Regions from separate parts of the Mus musculus genome. Here all the other regions are linked to region 2. The links are chromatin contacts, called in public HiChIP or PLAC-seq and Micro-C maps. All regions are on one chromosome and are shown on one strand. Each heading gives the region's core, a stretch centred on a gene start, on an enhancer-like site or on the middle of the called end of the contact. The rest is flanking DNA. Distances are from core to core; before and after follow the strand shown.

Region 1 (2,700 bases), core at 48-2,547, 330 kb after region 2:
GCCTGGGGTATAATTCAGGGATATTCCTTTGGTGTAGTATGTCCAAAGCCTTGGTTCCTATCCCAGCATCAGATAAATAAGTAAACATATATAAATCCACTATTATACTTAAATGACTTAAAACTATTATATTTTTCTTAACTGAAAAAAGTACAGGAACAATAACTAGCCATTTATATATTTAAAAAATACTACATATTATTTTAAGCACTCCACCCCTCCCCCCTTTGGCTATGTGGCCTGGAACTTGCATTCTCCTGCTTCAGTCTCCAAAGCTCTTGGATGCTCTGCAGTACCTCTCATCCGGCCTTTACACATCTGGAGGAGTGATGGAGAGATTCTCCCATCTAATTCTCACAAGTCTATAACGTGTGTCCGCGTATAATCTTAATAAACAGGACAGTGAAGGCGCAATGCCTTAAACAGCTTTGTTCTGTAAGGAGCAGTCGATGTGTAAAGCCTACACAAAAAGTTCTACACAGCATTACTTCCCTAGAGTCACAAATACAGATGGGGAATTCTGAGTTCTCCACGTTCATTATATTACAGGATGAATGCAAAAGTCCGTAAGACAGTAAGGGTCAGAAGGTAAGCACTTTAACACAACTAATGAAAATGCAAACTCAACTAACACAAAATAGTCAAATAACTTCGCTGCCGCCGAGATATTGTTTCCACTTGTACCACCTCCCAATTTACTCGGCAATAAGAAGGGATGCCAGTATGAGTGACTTCTTAACGATGCTTAAAGTGTGCACGCTACAGCGTATGGTCTTCAGAAAGGCAGGGAGTGACGGCCCACCACCCTCCCTAGGCCTCAATCGGACGCTGGTTCGCAACCTGGTACCTTCTCCAGGAAGTGCCGGTGGCAAAGCAAATCACCAGCTTTTCCCACCTCACCCTGGATGTGGGGTTCACAGTAGGCAGGCAACCTCTAGCACTGGCAGGGACCCAGCTTTACCGGGCCAGGGTCCTTCCCCGCTCCCATATAACCTTATCCCCATCGCAGGCCCCGGGGACCAAGGTGTCCGCCAGGCCAGACCCCCACCCCCACCCCCACCCCCCCATGCCACCTGCGCTTTAGCAGGGACGGCCACACGGGTGCGGCGGATGCCGTACCGGCGCCGGGCACCCGGGGATCCTCGCGACCGCCCGCGGGTCCTCCCACTCGCGGCTGTCCAGCTGCCAGCGCACGGAACCTACCTGCCAGGCCCAGCAGCTCCGTCAGCCGCGGCTTTACAGCCAGCGGAGAGTACGAGCCAGAGCGCCCGAGACACCGCCCGCTCAGCAGAGCCCCGCCCATGTGCAGGCAGCCGGCCAATCAGCAGCCGGCGCAATAAGCTGATGTGACGGCGGATCGCGCGACCTGGACCGGCGCGGTCGCGGCGGTCACGTGGTCGCCGCGTAGGCGTCCCGCGCTCCCCACGCCTCCCCGCACCCCCGAACCAGGTCCAGCACTCTGCCGGGACTATCCAGGCGCTTCATGATGCTGCTACGGGGCGGACGAAGCTTGCTTTCCTTCCCACTTTCTTCCCGCCCAGAAAGTTGACTAGAATCGTGCAAAGGACCCGGGATGAATGCAAAATGACAGCCTGAAGTAGGATTAATGACGCTTCCTTTGATGTTAATGGTGGAGTCTTTTGTCCCATTTTTGTGACTCAAACGTTCATCAATCCGCAGTTATTTGTCACTTCCCTGCAAGTCCTCTTATGCAGCGTTAAAATATGTAAATCGAAAGTTATGTGTAGCAGAGTAAATTTAAAAAGCAATTATTAATAGCGATAAAAATAGAGAAAGAGGTTATGATCTGGCCCAACTGGTTTACATAGGTAAAGATAGGGGTGGGGGAGGTGAACTTAAAGATCAAATTGGCTAATTATGACTCGGGAATGTAGACAGCAGCCCATTCTATAAAATACAAGAGCTCCCTAAGGTGAGCAGTAGGGATCAGCAGTATTGGCCAAAATGAAAAGAACCTAAGAAGAAGAAAGGCCCAAAAGACTAGTACTTCAGAGTTACTTCAGAGAGGATTGACCTGTCGTCTGTTTCTGGTATCAGGGTCCTACCAATTGATTAGTTTTGTTTTGTTTTTTTGTTTTGGTTAGAAGGAGCCAGGCATTTCAAAAGCCAGTTTGATTAAGTGATATATTGAGCATGAGAGACAGTTCTGGCCAGATCTGATCTTCCAGAGCTCTGAGGCAAAAGCCTAGTCCAAAATGACTCTATAAATTACACTTAACAAAGTGTGTTTGCCAGTGTTCTCTGGAGGAACAGAACTGATAAGATGAATACATACATAAAAAATTTATGAAACTAGCTTAAAGTAATAACAGTTGTCTCACCCCAGAAGAACTAAACCCCTAGTAGCTGTTCCATCCACGAGGCTGGTTACCTTGCCAGCCAGAGTAGTCCTATAATGGCTGTCTCACATTGGAAAAATGAACAGCCTGGTAGAGCGTCTGTCTACCAGGCTCAGTGCCACAGCAGTTCCTGTATACCTGGAGAGTCCCTGGCCTTCAGCCAACAATGGAAGTTTGGAAATAATAGTTTGGGTTTCACCAAAGACAGCAGCAGCAAGCAAGCTCAGCTGCCAGGGGAAGATGGAAGACCAAGCAAGCTAAAGGGATATCATACTCTCTCTACTCTGCTCCTGGGCCTATTGGCAGAAATGCTGCACGCGCTTAAGGTAGCTTCTTTGAT
Region 2 (2,700 bases), core at 145-2,644:
GTGTGTGTGTGTGTGTGTGTGTGTGTGTGTGTGTGTGTGTATGTGTGTGCATAATGTCATTTTGGTGTGTGTGTTCATGTGTTAGAATGCAGGCACACTTGTGGAGTTAAAGGAAAACCTTGCGTTGTTAGTTTGTTTGGGACAGGGTCATTTGCTCGATGCTCTGTGTGACAGGGCTCATGAGCTTTCCCGGGAATTCTTCTATCTCAGATCCTCATCTTGCAGTGGGGGCACTGAGGTCAGACACATACCCACTGAGCCATCACTCCTGCTCAGAAAACCAACTCTTAAAGCCTAGCCAGAAGAATCCTGTCCCAGGAAGGACAATAAGGACAAGGAACCAGGCTGGGGGGGAGGGGGGAGGGGGGATTCAGAAACAAGTTATACTACAGAGGCCCCGGGTGGTGTGGGGACATAAACCTTCGAGGTAGGAATATCACCCCAACCCAGGGTTGCTGCCCAGTACCAAGGAGGGTATCATGCTGGCACTGGCATGACTGAGTTCTGTGGAAGCCATACCCCACCCCACCCCTGCATACCTGCAACACCTCCCTCTGTCACTAACAATGACATTGGGGAGGAGACAGGATCCCACAGCTTTAGACCTCCCTGCCCAAGAAAGATGCAACAGAAGACCCCGCTGTGGGGCTCCTTCCCCTGGTGACTTTTTCACTGAGCTGAACGACCACCTGTTTCTCCCAAATATCAGAGCATCATCCAAATTCTCTGCACTGTGCGCTGGGATGCTTTCGAGCCTGGGTCTCTTTCTTGGATCCCAGGAAAACAGGCTGAAACCCTGGTAGGTAGATAAAAAGACACGGATTGCCTAGAGCCCCTCAGGCCACTCGGTGATTCCTCCCGCACCCGCCATGGCAGCAGTTGAGCAAGAACATTAGTGTAACCTGTGTGGGGGAGTGACTATGAGCTTACCGACTCTACCTCCTTCCGAAGAGCAAGCTCCCACAAACCCTTTTCCCTCCTCCACCTAGTCCCTTCGCTGGCATGGTTCTCTTTCCTACGCAGAATTTATGCAGTTACTCGCTTTCACAAGCACCCAGGCAGGCTGTCTGGAGGCACCACCTGCTGCCAAGGCTATGGCTGAGGAGATCAGCAAACACTATCAGGGAGCCAGGCACCCAGTGGACCTATTTTCTGCTCCTTCAGCCAAGCACCCCCTGTAGCCGACTCCTGGGGCCCTTGCCAGATCCTGCCACGCATAGATCCTGCAGGGGAGAGCAAGAGACTGAGCACAGGGTCTTCCCTGGCTGCGCCCCTGCACGTGCACGCGGGCAGGTGTCCCTCCCCTCCCCCTTCGATTCCTGCGCAGGGCTGTGGTCCTTTGTGTCTGAGTCTCCTCGCGCGCGTCTGCTCTAGACTGGGTGGGGTGGGGGAAGCCGGAAGCGGCGTCTGGGACTTGAAAAATGCCTAGAAGGGTGGACCTTTCCATTCACAGCCCCGACCCCCTCCAGGGCCTCCATCCCCCTCCCCCATCATCCTCCTGCAAGCCCACACCACATCACCTCACCTCTCTTTCTCAGTTTCCTCTCCCCCACCCCCCGCCCCCGCCCAGGTCATCTGGATGTCATTGTCCCTGTGGTGGTTCCCCAGCTACGAGTTTGCATTCGCTGCCCCCACGTGTACGGAACTAAACGCACTAAAGCACCCCCACTCTGCATACCCTATACAACTTCACTTCCGGGGAAGACTCTCCAGGTACCTCATTCCCTGGCTCCATGATCCTCATAAAGAATGGCTTCTTTATCCCCAAAGAGTAATGAAAGGGGCCTAGGGGATATTTAACAAGAGCAGGGGGCACCGCCAGGAAGGGGACTACGTTTTTTTTGTGTTGAACAGTGGGTGGATGTGCTGCCTTGTGAGGCTTGGGCCAATTTCGTCCTTTCCTTAAGAATATAGGAGAGCAGTCTAATTCCCCTCCGCTCCTCTAAACGCAGACTTGGGAGGGGTGTGTGTGGACGGCTATACAGTGAACCCCATTAAAATGTTTTCCTTTTATTTAGCTTCAAAAGCTGTTACTTCATTCGATAACAGCATATATATATATATATATATATATATATATATATATATATATATGTATGTATGTATGCTGAAAAAGATCAGCAAAAACCTAGGACATTGTTGCTTTAAGAATCTAGACGAAAACACCTTAAATGAACTCTGCAGCAGACAGTTGAAGGGGGAAAAAAAAAAGCCCTTCTCTGGCCCTTGCTGCTTTTTGCCATTATTCATGATGTAATTTTTCAGGTGTTAGTTTGGCAGAGAAAGATTGGAACTGGGCTTGTTGCTAGGACATGAATGAAGAAGAGGAATCTCATTGGTTCCCCAGTACTTGTCTGGAGCCAATGAGATGGAAGGGGATGGAGTTGGGAGGGAGGCCACCAGGAAAAAAAAACAGAGAGAGAGAGAGAGAGAGAGAGAGAGAGAGAGAGAGAGAGAGAGAGAGAGAGGGAGGGAGGGAGGGAGGGAGGGAGGGAGGGAGGGAGGGAGGGAGGGAGGGAGGGAGGGAGGGAGGGAGAGAGAGAGAGAGAGAGAGAGAGAGAGAGAGAGAGAGAGAGGGAGGGAGGGAGGGAGGGAGGGAGGGAGGGAGAGAGAGAGAGAGAGAGAGAGGGAGGGAGGGAGGGAGGGAGGGAGAGAGAGAGAGAGAGAGAGAGAGAGAGAGAGAGAGGAGAGAGAGAGAGA
Region 3 (2,700 bases), core at 127-2,626, 510 kb before region 2:
CTTGGCTCACCCGTGAGAGGCATGCTTTCATCTAAGTTGTTTGGTGCTTTAGGAACTAGCTATGGCTCAGAGGGCTAGTATCACCTGAGGGCTGAAGAGCCTCGAGTGCACAAATACAAAAATTGAAAAAAAAAAAAAAGGAAACATTAAAGATCAATGTCTCCCCGATGAATAGATAAATAGAAAAATAAACTAAGAAAATGTAAAGCCACCATCCTCTGGTCAAATTTATTACATGGAAGCAGCTGAAGAGGGTAAAAGCATTATTTGGCAAAAATAATTAAATAGAAATGTGTACGATATAGCCGTATAGCATATATCTTTTATCTAGGATGGTGTTTCTTCAGAAATAAATCTGGCAGCTCAAAGGTTAATATATAAAATTATTTTTGCCGAAGTCTGTTTCCCAAATGCCTGGGTACTTCACATCTCCTTAAGACCTTACTGTGCAGTAAAATAAATTGTTGCTGGAAATGGGAGATGGAAGCCTTTGACCTACCACTCCCTAGAGGAAAAAGTGGTACCTGGAAGTTGCAAGGCATGAGGTTGACTAAGCTAGATGTAATTTGATGGTCTAGGTATGTTAGAGATATACTATGCTTGTTTGGGTAGGCTTACGACTTCACCTTTGAGCCACAGAAAGTGTTTTTCTCTATTTGGAGATCATAGAATCCATGGCACATATCATCTTAGGCTCACCTTAAAAATAAGTTGCGAATCTAGAAGGGGCTGTTCTGGTCTTTTGTCTGTCAATAAGACCTTGCGATATAATGCTCTTCATGCTTTCTCTTGGTCATGTTTCCTGGGGGAGGCAGGAATGACTAAGATAGATGTCTATAAAGAATGATGGCTCATTCTGTAAAGCTCAATGAAAGTTGTGAGCCGTTCTATTATGCATTTCCTTGGCCCAAGCTTGGATATTTTCCAAGAAGCAGTTGCAAAATCAAGTAGAAGGATTTGGTAGGAGTGTGTGTGTGTGTGTGTGTGTGTGTGTGTGTGTGTGTGTGTGTGGTGAGTAAACTTCAACTTCTTTAAATGAGTAATGTGTGAACAACTTTCCAATCTTCCTTCAACCGAATGATTAGCTTGGATTTTATAGGAAATCAAATAAGACGCTAAAGAAAAAAAAATCAACAACCAACAAGTTTAAAAAAAAATCAGCTTGGAACTTTACTTCTAAGCAAGCTGGCCTCTAGGCAATCATTTTGTAAAGGAACCAGGTCCTTAGTGCTAAGTTTGCTTAGCAACACGTTTTCTTGATGAAGGTTCTCAAAGCAGAGAGAAGTGAATGGAGGTTTGATTAACCACAGGCCATAATGGCTATATCAGTTTCTTTTGTAAGTGAAAGATTGTCTTTGCATATTCATAAGGGGGTGTCTAAGCACCTCTGCTGGAGCTGTCAGGGCTCTAGACTGGGTTGGATTAGGAAGTGTATGGGAGGCCTCCCAATGGGTGGCCCTGGGCGACATTTTTTTTCCACAATCAACGAATTCAGAGAGTACAGAATTTACTCACTGTAAAAGTTGTTAGGCTTTGAAGGAGGTCATAGAATTTACTTTTCCCATAGATCTTTAAGGACAGGACAGAAGCTGGCTGAATGGGCTGAATTCAATACCGTTGTGAAGTCTTTGAAATGAGCTATTACTGGGATAGAGGAGATAAAGAAAATGCAGAAGGCGAGACGCATGAAAGTCAATCCAATTATGCCGGCAGCTGAGGTGGGGCCCCGCGTACGAACTGAGCCCTGTGGGATGATGGTTACATTCTTGTAGTTTAGGATAATATAGATTTCCTAATACACACTCATAAGGAGCTGGCCCACTGTAGGCCTTCCTAGTTGGAAATGCTTGGACACCACTGTGGACATGAGGAAATAGAGCTGAGGGCTGTGCCAACTCATACAAAGTCATCCAATTGCTCCAGGCTGAACGTTGTTTCATTTGTTTAATTTTTCTCCCCTTTAAAGTGAAGTGTATTGTCAGACTTTATCCTCCAAACAAATGTAAGGAGGCGATGGGAATTGGGAGAGGGAGGCGTGAATTATTTACCTCGGGTCTTGGAATTATGAGCAGGCTAAATAAAGATTGGACTCCAATCTCCTGCCACTCACTCACGTGGCTTCCCTCAGAGACTTCTGATCTTGGCATTGCCTGATTCTGTTTTCTAAACACATTATGATAGCAGAGCCTACTGCATTCTAGAAATGAGAGTCCACAGAGGCCATCACAGTTACAAGTCAGAAATGGATTTCTCTACCACGTGTTCTACTCCAACCACATATCACAAAAAATCCGGGATGAAGGATATGCTCACAAGCATCATGCAAGAAAGCCATGAGGAGGTGTGAATTAGACTCTCAGGGCAGCTTTAGAACAATTCCTGCTCAAGATGCAGACTTAGCTCAGTGCGTACGTACGCATGCTGAGTATCAAAGGCTTTTTAGAGAGCTGGGTTTTGCCTGTGAGCTCCCAGAGACCATTTTTTTTTATCCCTAAATTCAGCTTACAGGAACTTTTAAACAAATGCATGCTGCATTATTCTCATTATTCAATTATGACAGTCTTTCCCCCAGCTTTTTAATTAGCACTCATTTACTGAGAATTAAACTGTCATTTTAGTTGAACTCAAAGGAGTACCCCAGGGACATGCATTCCACTAGATAACAAAGGCACCGTATAATTCGGATGCTTCAACAATTTA
Region 4 (2,700 bases), core at 159-2,658, 490 kb before region 2:
TCTTGTAGGAAGCAGGAGAACACTGGTCACTAGACCAAAGCTTGGCTCAGAATCTAGTTCTCTCACAGGAAGGCACCCATTTGGAGAGCTGAAGTTCTGTCTCTTTCCAGTGATTTGTTCAGAGGTAGAAAGATTAAAATGTTTTGAACCCTAGCTCTCAGGGACACCACTTTGCTATGGAACACCCCACCCCCCACCCTCAAGAAGGCATTTCCCATCTGGCACAATGATGTCTATCCAGAGTCACTATCAAACCTGGCTCATCCTTTTGGAAGAAACAAATGAAGGAGGGGAGGGACAGAAGGATGGAGGGAAGAAAGAGGAAACTCAGTATTTTATTATCTGGAAAGGCTATCACCATTCTAGACAGGTTGAATATGTTTCTGCTTGGGAGATCTGCATTTTGCTTGTAACCAATTCCTCCGTTCCATATTTAGTATTCCACAATGCCGGCCTAGATTCAGGAATAAGTCCAAAATGGCTGAAGGACGGCAGGGTTTGATCGGTTGCCTCTCTCTCTATCACTGAAGTTAATATGATGCTTATCTGAGAGCAAAGGCACAGACAGGGAGAAATTTAATGCAAATTTCATCAGGAGTCTAGTGCCACTTCACAAAATATTGATTAGGTGTCTGATTTGCTGTCCCCTGACAATGGGCCATCGGAATAAACCAATGAGGTGGGCTTGACTCCAGCTCGTCATGGTCATTCGATAACACCAGGCAACCAATAAGGAGCAGCTACCTTCTGATTGGGTGAGACGCCGGTGAAGGGGGAAACCATCTTAGCAACAGCAGAAGATACTGCACACTCCCTGCACAGACGCACAAACACAGATAGCATGCCACTAACCTGCTGCTCTGAACAGTGGTTGTTTGTGTCTCCTCAGGCTTTTGTTTTGCCACACCCCCTCCAAAGGACAAATTTCAGTTCACACAGTACACTGCCTACCTGGTTAGACAGCCCATAATCCTTTTTTAATGGAATGCAGGGCAACATTGATTGCTCTCTCAGCCCCCTCCAACAGTCCCCTTATTAAGAATGAACTTTGATCTTCAGGTAACTGCACGGGCTTTGTTCTGGAAATGTTCTGTTCTAGTCTCCAGGGAGCAGGCCACATCATGGCCCTTCCTGCCCAGCATGCCACAGGGAAGGGGCTGTGGTATGGGACTGAGCCCACTGGCTGGAGGTTAGGGTTTTTTTTTTTTTTTTTTTTTTTCCTCCCTCTGCTTTCGGTAAGAATGGCAGAAGGATTTTGTGAGGCTGGAGCGAGCTTGACAGTGCTTGTTATTTTCCTCTGAAACTTCCTTTTTCATTGTTCTATGACCCCAGAATGCAGAGCCTCAAAAGCTTTCCTGTTTTCTCTGTAACATTTGGCAAGGTTTTCCTCAGCTACCAGGCTCCAAGCCTTTGACATTCTCCTTTGAAAGGCTCCCTGCTTCTGTGTTTTTATGCTTCTCCCGGCAGCTCCCTTGTTCCCCTGATGCCAGCAGAAGGAGGCTGCTTGCCAATCCCTGGTTTTCCCCAACTAGCAGCTGTCATGACCTTCCTGCCTCATTTTTATCCCCTAACCCCTGTCCGGGGGCTCAGGAGGTATCTGCAGGACAGTGGGGACGGCAGACGATGGAGGGCGCATGATTTCCAGTCTCGTTTATTCCTGTTTAAACACTCTTAGTTTCTTTGCTCTGGTGCCTGGTTGCAGCGTGCATCCTTGGGTCCAGGAGCATCTGCCCATGGATTATCCAGTCCTGCTGGCGTTCTTACCAGTGCTCCCTGCCGACAGCTGTGATCCTGTCTGGGTAGAGGAGCCTATGAGAGAGGACAGCCTTCCCTCTAGGAGGCACGCTGCCATGTCTTCTGCCAGAGGGAAGGAAGTTGAGACGATGTCACAGGCATTTTTTTCCCCCAGTCCAAGAAGGATTATCTGCTAGGAAACGGTACCAGCTGTTTTCCATCTTCCTGACTACAAAGCAGAGGGGAACAGCATGAAATGGAAACAGAAAGGAAGAAAGCAAGATGTGAAGACCACTTAAAAAAAATACCAGGGTTAAGAGAACCTGGATTCTTTTTTCAAATGCTCATTTGGGTTTCCTTTGGGGATGGCTATGGTATGCACCCATTAGAATTTTGACGAACTGTGTTCTTATTGGTGCAGTGGCGTGAATATGATGAAGGGCTGGAGTGTAGTTCAGTGACCGAGAGCTTGCCTAGCATGCATGAAGCCCCGAATTCAAATCCAGCACTGCAGTAAATGGATGAACAATGACCTCGGCCATGCCGTGGCAGCATCATGTGATCCTCGAGTCACACTGGTCTAGATTTAAGGCAGCTAATGAGAGGGTGTTAGCAAATTCCCAGCTTCTCTCTACCTTTGGAAAAAAGTCTGTACAATGGAAATCACACTATCGTGTCTTTCTAAGTAATATCATTTGTGTGTAAAATGCTAAGCTGTGGGCTTACCTTGTGCATTTACACTAAAAATGCTGAATCTTGCTGGATGTTGTGGTGCAAGCCTGTAATCCTAGCACTTTGGGGGCTTAGGGTAAAGGATCTGAAATTCCAGGTCAGCCTGGACTGTACAAATAAAACACTATTTGAAAGAAGGAAGGAAGGAAGGGAAGGAGAGAGGAAGGGAGGGAGAGAGGAAGGGAGGGGGGAAGGAGATAAATGAGAAAGAAATCGAGACAGTCAAACCACAGA
Region 5 (2,700 bases), core at 63-2,562, 350 kb before region 2:
GAATTAATTTCTATCACCAGTCTATTTAATCTCCTCACAGATTTAAGCAAACTTATTCTTTCAGGCTAAAAGGGCCCAGGGTGGGGAAACCATGGACGGTATTTGGAAGAGCAGTGACTGTATTTGGGGCCCATTTTCTGGCTGACCATAGTCTTTTCTCTTCATTCGTTATAATGGGATGTGGAGAACGGCAGAGATTGCAGAGTGATAAACGGCTCAGGGAGTCTTTTTTTTTTTTCTTCTTCCTCCTTTCTCTCCTTATATTATACCTGGTGGCTTATTTAAAAAATTTGGTTGCTAAATTTTAACAATGGCATTTATTTAGTGCTGCCAACCTGTTCATGAACATCTAATTTTTGTTTTCTAATTTCAGAACCTATATCATCACAGATTTCTAATGGAAAATAAATAGATAGATAGATAAACAAATAAAGGTACTTATACCAAAAACCCATTATTTTTCTTAGCTATTTTCTTTTAAGCTTCAGTCCTAAGGGTCAGTGAGGAAATATAAAATTTCAATCACCAAGAACTGAGTTCTTTGTTCTGTTTTTAAGTCAAATATCTCTTTGGGAGAATTCCATATTTTCATGGAGCATGGAGTTTCAGCTCTTTATTGCTAAGCTCTCCCGACTGATAACATCATCCTCAGATGGTATTATGGCCAAAATATTTTGCCTGAATATTAGTCTCCTGAACCTGATAGCCCATGCAAATATGAACCTAACACACACACACACACACAAAGATGAATGGGCCGGAAATGCTGAGGCCCGTATGGGTGTGTTTCTATAAGGAGGGAGTCTGCAGGCTGTGGGGAGGTAGACTGCCTGCAGTCTGCATCACGGAGGTGGCTGCAGAGATCTTTCTCCATTGCCTTTTCAAGTCTTCAAGGTAAAAGAGCAACTGCAGTTTGGTTTCACTTGTATTGTTCCATAATCCAGGCAATAAATGCTAATTAGTAATGCTCAAGGATCCGACCATTCAGAGTAATTATCATAATTTACTTCTTCCTTGTTAAAGACATTCCTTGCTGATTTTAAAAAAAAAAATCAAGTCATTCTGTCCCCCATTACATTACAGTGAGTATTCACTAGAGAGATGTTCAAGGTCCACTCAGAGCCTCATGGCTGCATTTGAAGTCACCCGACATGTGCCTTGGCTTATTCCAAGTGGAGCCACAACTTAATTTCAAAAGCAGAATTCATGTAAATGCATCGAATTCTGCACATGCACCAGGAATGTATGATTTTTATTTTACAAACCCCAAAGGCTCCTCCTTCCGGGCCCACCCCTTTTTTCTGAAACCACTTATGAGCAGAACAAAGGAATGTACTAACTGTGGAGGCAGCATTACATGTGAGCAGTCACTGCACTGTGAAGTGTGCGCTACGACAACATATTTCATCGTACAGAAGTGCGGATAATTAAATAATGCCACAGCAACCCTGACTCATTAGCAGAAAGATCTTTAAGGAGGAATCAAGAAGATGGATCCAATCAACTTGGAGAGTACTCTTCCTTCTCTGAGATCTCAAATATATTTTAGTTGGTTGGTGATTGATTCATGCAGGGCTCGAGGACAAAAGCCAGTTTCTCAAAGCCGAATGCGGATCTTTTTTAGACGAACAAACTGTATGTCTTAGATGAGTTGGATTTAACATAAGGCTTAATGTTTGGAGTCAAAGGTAGAGCGTGCCACCTTGATGCTCATTTCCCCTTTTATCCATAGATCTAAGAAATGCCCAACCCTTAACCTTTCAGTTGGCTTCCTCAACATGCATGTAGCCTCTCCTACATTTTCTAATGACGGATGTTCAAGTTCCTTATTGCTTGAACCAAGTAAGTATCATCGTCACAGAAATAAGCAACTGTACTCAGTGTCTTCCAGGGTCTCCCCCTACTCCATTTCCTTTGTCTAGGTGCTATTCTCAGTTTTCAGTGTCCATTGGTCCTTTAAGGGGGAGCTCCAGGTTTAACTTGAGGGCTATAAGCATTGGAAGAATAATTCCCATTGGATACTGTACAGAGAAGCCACCTGCAAAATGTTGACGCTGTTATTGAAGTCTCAAGTGGAGTCAGCTTTCAAAAAATTAGATATTAGATACATCCGGCATAATTTGCAATCTGTAATTATACTAATGTGCATATAGCTGTGCTTTGCTTTATCTGTAGCCTACTTGAGTGTGTCCCCATCACCCCCCATCCTCGGGCATGTCTCATGCTTGGAATTGCTTGGGAGGAGAGTGCTTTGTAAGTCAGCTTAGGGTTTTTTTTTTAATTCCTTGTTAATTAATACAAGAATAAAAGGACTTTGCTTCATGTGTGCTTCCATGAGAATGAAAGTGGAAAACCTAGATGTTGCAAACTCTTGATCTTTCAAAGGCTCCTCACTGGAGAAAATTTGAATTCTTTGCAAAATATTTGCAGTTCTTTGTGAGTTTGGTCTTCATCCTGGCTGTGGATAACTCGGAAGCACAGAGAACAACAGAAAAGTACATATTACACATAAGGAATCCATTTCCTTTGTTGGAATCAGAGACATGGCATTTGCCAGAGATGATGATTTTTAATCTAATAAAAGCAATCAAACCATTAACAATAATAAACAATTTTCTGTTTTTCCCCTCCATTTTGCATGTCACGAGATGAGTAACTGAGACTCTTATCCACTAACTTCAGTTCCCTTTTGGGGCCTCA

The links. A called contact is a pair of places that touch in the nucleus more often than the background predicts. HiChIP or PLAC-seq counts read pairs in DNA pulled down with a chosen protein or histone mark.
Region 1: a contact with region 2 is called in a Micro-C map of embryonic stem cells, with 4 times the contacts expected there. The contact joins the promoter of Sc5d here to the enhancer-like site in region 2. A contact is called at or near these places in 1 of 484 Hi-C or Micro-C datasets (embryonic stem cells), 2 of 115 datasets of contacts at active chromatin or transcription factors (embryonic stem cells and regulatory T cells) and 1 of 9 other capture datasets (liver).
Region 3: a contact with region 2 is called in an H3K4me3 HiChIP or PLAC-seq map of embryonic basal ganglia, with 3 times the contacts expected there. The contact joins two enhancer-like sites. A contact is called at or near these places in 5 of 115 datasets of contacts at active chromatin or transcription factors (embryonic basal ganglia, embryonic forebrain, embryonic hindbrain and 2 more).
Region 4: a contact with region 2 is called in an H3K4me3 HiChIP or PLAC-seq map of embryonic forebrain, with 6 times the contacts expected there. The contact joins two enhancer-like sites. A contact is called at or near these places in 8 of 115 datasets of contacts at active chromatin or transcription factors (embryonic basal ganglia, embryonic forebrain, embryonic hindbrain and 4 more).
Region 5: an H3K4me3 HiChIP or PLAC-seq map of embryonic forebrain shows a contact between it and region 2, with 10 times the contacts expected there. The contact joins two enhancer-like sites. A contact is called at or near these places in 8 of 39 promoter capture datasets (3T3-L1-derived adipocytes, cranial neural crest, embryonic stem cells and 5 more), 40 of 484 Hi-C or Micro-C datasets (the AML12 cell line, ECoMG myeloid progenitors, the N1E-115 cell line and 21 more) and 25 of 115 datasets of contacts at active chromatin or transcription factors (SST interneurons, a colorectal cancer cell line, craniofacial prominence and 17 more).

Annotation. Positions count from the first base shown.
Region 1 is chr9:42,263,003-42,265,702 of GRCm38.p6, forward strand. It overlaps Sc5d (sterol-C5-desaturase), which reads right to left and starts at 1,298. Exons shown (of 6, transcript NM_172769.2): 1 at 1,204-1,298.
Region 2 is chr9:41,934,502-41,937,201 of GRCm38.p6, forward strand. No RefSeq gene overlaps it. Among named protein-coding and RNA genes, the nearest start is that of Gm36227, 17 kb to the left of the region's middle. Within about 2 kb of position 1,395, at least 142 of the 459 cell types and tissues checked have an H3K27ac peak or open chromatin away from gene starts, as enhancers often do. A contact at or near this core is called in the N1E-115 cell line, brain, cortical neurons and 7 more, where this site is marked.
Region 3 is chr9:41,428,500-41,431,199 of GRCm38.p6, forward strand. All of the region lies in intron 3 of Mir100hg (Mir100 Mirlet7a-2 Mir125b-1 cluster host gene), which reads left to right. Among named protein-coding and RNA genes, the nearest start is that of Mir100hg, 53 kb to the left of the region's middle. Within about 2 kb of position 1,377, at least 9 of the 459 cell types and tissues checked have an H3K27ac peak or open chromatin away from gene starts, as enhancers often do. A contact at or near this core is called in embryonic basal ganglia and embryonic forebrain, where this site is marked.
Region 4 is chr9:41,445,888-41,448,587 of GRCm38.p6, forward strand. The region is part of intron 3 of Mir100hg (Mir100 Mirlet7a-2 Mir125b-1 cluster host gene); the gene reads left to right. Among named protein-coding and RNA genes, the nearest start is that of Mir100hg, 71 kb to the left of the region's middle. Within about 2 kb of position 1,409, at least 118 of the 459 cell types and tissues checked have an H3K27ac peak or open chromatin away from gene starts, as enhancers often do. A contact at or near this core is called in embryonic basal ganglia, embryonic forebrain, embryonic limb bud and 1 more, where this site is marked.
Region 5 is chr9:41,585,154-41,587,853 of GRCm38.p6, forward strand. All of the region lies in intron 4 of Mir100hg (Mir100 Mirlet7a-2 Mir125b-1 cluster host gene), which reads left to right. Among named protein-coding and RNA genes, the nearest start is that of Mir125b-1, 4.6 kb to the left of the region's middle. Within about 2 kb of position 1,313, at least 67 of the 459 cell types and tissues checked have an H3K27ac peak or open chromatin away from gene starts, as enhancers often do. A contact at or near this core is called in the N1E-115 cell line, brain, cortical neurons and 3 more, where this site is marked.